2 separate regions of the Mus musculus genome follow, and region 1 is linked to region 2. Evidence: chromatin contacts called from public Hi-C data. All regions are on one chromosome and are shown on one strand. Each heading gives the region's core, a stretch centred on a gene start, on an enhancer-like site or on the middle of the called end of the contact. The rest is flanking DNA. Distances are from core to core; before and after follow the strand shown.

Evidence for each region. A called contact is a pair of places that touch in the nucleus more often than the background predicts.
Region 1: a contact with region 2 is called in a Hi-C map of regulatory T cells, with 6 times the contacts expected there. The contact joins the promoter of Chaer1 here to the promoter of Aasdh in region 2. A contact is called at or near these places in 2 of 484 Hi-C or Micro-C datasets (CD4 T cells and regulatory T cells), 4 of 115 datasets of contacts at active chromatin or transcription factors (effector CD8 T cells, extraembryonic endoderm stem cells, memory CD8 T cells and 1 more) and 2 of 9 other capture datasets (adipose tissue and liver).

The regions. Positions count from the first base shown.
Region 1 is chr5:77,138,468-77,141,731 of GRCm38.p6, forward strand. Chaer1 (a long non-coding RNA gene) reads right to left here and starts at 1,838. Exons shown (of 2, transcript XR_880410.2): 1 at 1,763-1,838; 2 at 1-116.
Region 2 is chr5:76,903,629-76,906,799 of GRCm38.p6, forward strand. It overlaps Aasdh (aminoadipate-semialdehyde dehydrogenase), which reads right to left and starts at 1,848. Exons shown (of 16, transcript NM_173765.4): 1 at 1,795-1,848; 2 at 581-752.

The DNA.
Region 1 (3,264 bases), core at 588-3,087, 230 kb after region 2:
GTTTGGGATCTGTACCTATCAGATTCAACCAGAGAACTGGAACTGGCATCGGACACGTGTTACCAGATTACCGAGAACTGCCCGATGGAATACCGAGTCTGCACTCCGTGAGGCCCCTGCAAGTATGAGACATGAGCCGGGACAGTCAGTGTCCATGGGATGAACTTCCCCATGCAACCCCTCAGCTCTGCTCTTACGGCCTTCCAACTGGTTGATTCAGATGTGCCGTGAATCTAGACTGCTCCCTTAACTAAAATGTATAGGATTAGGGATATTTTTCCATGTGTATGTGTGTGCGTGCATATATGCACGTTTTCTTTCATGTGAGCATGATGTGTGTGCAGGTGTCCCTGCATTATGTGGGCTTTCATATGAAAGTCCAAAGTTGATGTGGAGGAATGTGACTTGATTTGAAGTAAGGTCTCTCACTGAACCCAGAGCTTGACATTCCTGGCTCAGCTAGCTAGCCAGCTTGTCCTGGGAACCCCGTCTCTGCTGCTCAAGTGCTGGTAGTATAGACAGCCATCTTACCTGCCTGGCTGTTTGTACTCATGTTATACCAAAAAGTGATTCATCCACTAATCTATCTTCTTAGTCACACACATAAAATATCTTCACTGCAGTCCCAGACTAGTGTTTCAGTAACTGCAGACTGTAACCTAGTCGAGCTAATGCATGAGACTCAGTGTCATCGGCCTGACTCTGTCCTGCATAGCTGTCCCCTCCCTTGGCTGGAGCCTCCACTCCGAATTGTAGCTAGAGCCTCTTCACTTGTCCCCTGCTTCTTCTCCTGTCCTCTCTGTCCCACCCACTGCCTCTAGCTGCTTTCACCTGAGCAGAGGGAACAGTTGCCAGGTAGAGGGCAAGCAATCAGCCAACGCTCAAATCCTTCGTGGTGGGCAGAACAGCAGTTCCCTGGAGATGCCTAAGTCCTGATCCATGGAGGCCATGGCTAGGTTACAGTCCCTAGTAAAAAGGACCTTTAAAGGGGTGCTTGCAGGCCAGTTTTAACTTAAGGCTGTCCTGGTTTGTTTAAGTGGCCCACTCTGATCGTACTAGTTCCCATGGAGCTGGGGAGACAACTCACAAGCCCGGTGACACAACTTCAATACCCAGAAGCCATATAAAGGTGGGCAGAGTGAAACAATTTTACAGTCCTCTGACCTCCACACACACTGTGGCATCCGTACCCCACCCCTCACCTGCCATGGAGGAGGAAAGTGGATTGCAGAAACCGATATGCTGACCTTGGATATGAAGGAAGAGGGCCAGAAGCCAGCAGCAAGGGGAAGGCAACCTGAGTCCTCTAAGCACTGTCCCCAAATGTCACTAGCAAGACAAAGAAGTAGAAGCCAGCTTCTGAAAGCCTGCTGAGAAGATCTTGAGAAAGTCTTCAAATCATCATATTTAGTAATCCCCGGAGATGTTCTCCTCAAGTTCCCCCTTAACAGTCAAGAGGTTTTTCCTTATGTTTTTTTAATACAGAAATTCTAATAAAGCCACTGGAGAATGTGAGTGACATCACATTCTCAGATTAGACTTTTCTACACTGTATTAGGAAATGTCATCCTAGATGACTTTGGAATTGGTTAAGAATCTTCTAGTAAGAGATGCAGTCATATCAACGGCTTCATGTTGTCCCCTGAGGCCATGCTGGACTACTAGTCTGCAGAATGACAGCAAGCTTTCGTTGTGTCAGTCACAGCCTTGTGGTGACTTGCTGTGGTAGCTTCAGAAAACACACAGCACCCCAGGGGCTTACCAGTAAATGCAGAATGGAGACCCAGCTCCCTCCAGTCCCTCCTCACTCTGAATTCCACAGTGCTTTCCTAGCAGCCCCACCCCCACCCCACCTCGTCCCTCCCCCTGGCTCCACCCCACTGCAGCCACACTAGGAGGAAGTGACATCAATGTGGTCAATGTGCCGATCAGGAGTCAAGACAGTAGCTCTTTAATGTAGCATCAACGTTAATGCAACTCTCTGTGACAACAAACATAAAATATTGAGAGAAGAACGAGATCCAGCCGCAGGACTGGCTCGGCTTGCCTTCTTTGCCACCTCTCTCGGCTTGTCGTCTTTGCCAACTCCTGTAGTTTGTAGTTCGGGTTTCCAGCTTTGCCCTCAGATCTCTACAAGGCTTTCTTTCTCGCTGACTTCATCACAGTTTTATTGTAGTTACTCTTTTCCTCTCCTTTCTTTTCCTTTCCTTTCCTTTCCTTTTTCTTTTTTATATTGAATCTTTCTATTGTGGCCCAGGCTGGCCTCAACTTTCCATCCCCCTGCCTCTGACTTCTGAGTGCTGGGATGATAGGCGCACCCCATCGCACCCAGCCTCAGCTACTTACTGGACCTTTTCTGACCATTTGCTTAAAATCATAGTGGCCCTCACCAGCGTCCTGTCACTTACTGTTTTTCCAGAAGGATGAACATGCCTAATTTATTATTTCATTTATTCACTGCTGTTTCCAGAAATGTCACCTAAAAATCATGCAACACGCGCAATGGTTCAGAAAGTATGTGTGGAAGGAAGAAGGGAGGGAGGGAGGGAGGGAGGGAATAGAAAAAAAGAGCTGAATGTAAAGCAAGAGTACTTTGTCAAGGCGTGTATGTGCATGTGTGCGCGTCTACATATGTGCTTATGAGTGTGTGAGAATGTGTGTGTGTGATTATGTGCACATTCCTGTATGTGAGTGTGTGTAAATATGTGAGTGTATGTGTGTGTGTATGTGAGTGTGTGTGTGTACCTGGATGTGAGTATCTGTTATGTGTGTGTGAATGTGTATGTACTGTGTGAGCATGTAAGTGTATGTGAATGTATATATGTGTATGTGAGTGTCTATATGAGTGTGTGTGTGAGTGCATGTTGGGGGGGGGTAGGGAGGACTTTCTCACTGCATTACTTGAAGGCAGAACTCCCTGAAGAACAGCAGTAAATTTTAGTTTGCTTGCAGAAACATTAATTTATGAGCGAGCTCCGTTTTGTCTCCTCCCTGGGGGGTAGTAAGCACCGGGAGCCAGCGTGTTCTCTTAGATTAACCGGCAGATGTGGACTGGTTCAGTGTTTTCTTTTCTAGGAATTAGCTAAATGCTGTTCCCACTGAAGCGCCAGGAAAGTTTGACTACCTTGTGACTTGTCTCAGATCCGGGGAGACCCAGTCCTTGCAATGTTGGCTTTGCTAATGCCCAGAGATTATATTCTATTCAAGCTGTCTCTCAACCCTGAAAACTAAAAACTCAACTTTGATATTCTCTCTCTCTCTCTT
Region 2 (3,171 bases), core at 598-3,097:
CTACAGGATATAGGGGATGAGTTTATTTTGGGATATAAGTGTAGCCAGGCGTGGTGGCACACACCTTTAGTCCCAGCACTCGGGAGGCAGAGGCAGACAGATTTCTGAGTTCGAGGCTAGCCTGGTCTGGTCTACAAAGTGAGTTCCAGGACAGCCAGGGCTACACAGAGAAACCTGTCTCAAAAAAAAAAAAGGGGCTGGTGAGATGGCTCAGTGGGTAAGAGCACCCGACTGCTCTTCCGAAGGTCCGGAGTTCAAATCCCAGCAACCACATGGTGGCTCACAACCATCTGTAACAAGATCTGATGCCCTCTTCTGGAGTGTCTGAAGACAACTACAGTGTACTTACATCTAATAAATAAATAAATCTTTAAAAAAAAAAAAAAAAAAAAAAAGAGAAGAAAAGAAAAAGAAAGAAAGAAAAAGAAAAAAAAAAGGCTATTGCAGTAGAGTATCTCCTGCTATTTTTGCCTACAGAAGACCACAGAATACCCAAATAAATTTTGTTAAGCGCCCAATTTTCCACATTAATGTATTATACATATTTTTACAAAAATCTAGTTTGAACCTGGGGATGTACCTCAGGAGTTAAACCGTCCTTGTTCTTTCAGAAGACACAGATTCCATACCAGCACCCAACTGGGGAGCTCAATACAGTCCATAGTTCCAGTTCTGGCTGATCCCACAGCCTTTGAAGACACCAGGCACGAACATGGTGCACTTACATACATGCAGGTAAAACACTGCTATACCTAAAATTAAAAAAAAAAAAAAAAGTCTGTTTAAAAGCTGCCTTTTCTCTAAAAAGCAAGCACGTGTAACTGCTATTTTCTCACAAGAAAATATAATCTACTAACATAATTCACAGCAGTAGAATAACAAGACTATAACTTAGGTTTTTTTTGTTTGTTTTGTTTTTTCGAGACAGGGTTTCTCTGTAGCCCTTGCTGTCCTGGAACTCACTTTGTAGATCAGGCTGGCCTCGAACTCAGAAATCTGCTTGCCTCTGCCTCCTGAGTGCTGGGATCAAAGGCGTGCGCCAACACGCCCGGCTATAACTTAGTTCTTAAAATGTCATTTTTATAACTAGCTACAAAACTCACCACACAAAATCTATAATTAAGGAGTTTTTCTACTTTGAATTTAAAAGCTCCCAGTGGCAAAATTCAGTCTTGTCCAGATATTCATGTCAGCCATTGAATTTTATGTCTCTGTCCCTGTCTTTGTCCCCCTCCCCTCCCTTCAGACTGACTTGGGCCATCGAGATGGGTCAGTGGAGAAACTAACTTGCCATCACACCAGAAAACCTAAGTGTGATCACGGGACTCACATAATGGAAGGAGAGAACCCACTTCCGAAAGGTCCTTTTTGTTTCTTCACCATGCTGCACGCGCACACACGCACAATTTTAAATTAAAAAAAAAAAAAAGAAAAGGAAAGAAAAACAAGTGAGCCATGAAAAGGGATGACCTAGCAAGCAAATTTCGTGTTATAGCCTTAAGATTAGCAGCTCGGTAATGTACAACTGTAAATAAAGCCATTTAATCACCAACAGATCCTGATCTTAAGGGTTCTCCCTATACTGGGCATTATATATATAGGTAAATTATCCGTCTGCATCTTATACTTCTCACGCAGCCACCTTAATTACAATCACAAAAGCCTCTCGTTGGCTCTCGGAACCACGCTAAGAGGTGGCGCAGCAGGTGACCGAGGTGACCCACACAGCCGCTCCAAGCTGGGGTCCGGCAGCTCACAAAGTCTCCCCGGGTCGCCCGCGCTCTCCCGCCCCACCTTCTCACGACAGCGCGTGGCGTGCACTTCCTAGCCCAGCCGCAGACGCTCAGCAGCCGTAAAACGGACCTCTGCGTCATCTTCGGGCGCCCGTGACGTCACTCCAGCGTCGGGGGGCGGGCTCTCGCCTACGGGGCTCCGCCCAGACGTGGCGCACAGGTCTCCGCCGCGTTTGGCCCAACGGGTTTGGTCCGTGCGGATTCAGCCCTGCCGCTGAAGGTGACGCTTCAGGCAACATGCCTGTGCGTCTGCGTGAATTTGAGTGTTCCGTGTGCCTGCAGGGGCCGATGATTCCCTGGAGCATAGTCCCAGGTGGTTGTGAGCCACCACATGGGTGCTGGAGACCTAGAAGGGACCTCTGGATGGCCAGTGAGCTTCCTTGACAGCAGAGCCATATCTCCGAGACCCGGAGTCTCCTCGTTCCTTAAAGTGCGGGTAGAAATATCCCAAAGGCTGAAGTGAAGTAATCACCGCCTAATTGGCGAGTAAATTTGGCTTATCCCCTCCACACCTTCTGGGAACATACTCAAGATTGGTTGCGACCGTCATGGCAGCGGTGAAGTATGCCAGGGAAGCCCCCTGTCAGAATGAAACTCCTAACTGGCGTTTGCAGCTATTTACAACACTTCCCTATGAGGAAACCCAGGCCTGTCTGAGGTCAACAGCAGTCCCTAAAGCCACTGTATGCCTGGATGTGTGTTTTTCCGATGGCACAATTATTACAATAAATGGGAAGGGTCACCACTGTGGTGAGTTACTGTGCCCTCGCAGAGAGGAAAGATGGGATTTTTGTCTTGGTTCCTGTTGGGGGGAGAGGTGGAAGTGGCTAAGCACTATCTACATACAGTGCCTTAAAAAACAAAGGAGTGTGTCCTTATCTGCTGGAAAACAGAAGCTTGTAAGGGTCCATGAAGAATGACACCCTGGACTCAAATAGTATGTAAACACAAAGTGTGTTTTATTCTGTAGCTCAGCATGGTGGGGTCGTCCCCATTACAAAGACACAGAGTAAAAGCAAATGAGCTCGCAGGCTCCATTGAAAGCACATTGGAATTCCAGGGTAGGAGAGCTTTATCTTACTTATCTCTAGGCATTGTTACTGGGAAGTCTAGAAATCTTTGTAGAGGAAGTCTGGAAACTGTTGCTGACCCATTGTCCTTACCTCAGGCTAGGTGGCCAGGCAGTCTCAGATATCAGGGCAGTTCTGACTAACTGCCTGAAGCCTTTTTTTTTCTTCTTCTTCTAGTAACTGATTTGCCTGACCTTAGGCCTAGTCTCCTAAACTGCTAATTTGAAGCCTGTCATGGAATCAGATCTGCCTTCTCATCTGTCCCTCCAAACAGTGCAGGAAATACCTGTTTGAAAACCACATTTTCC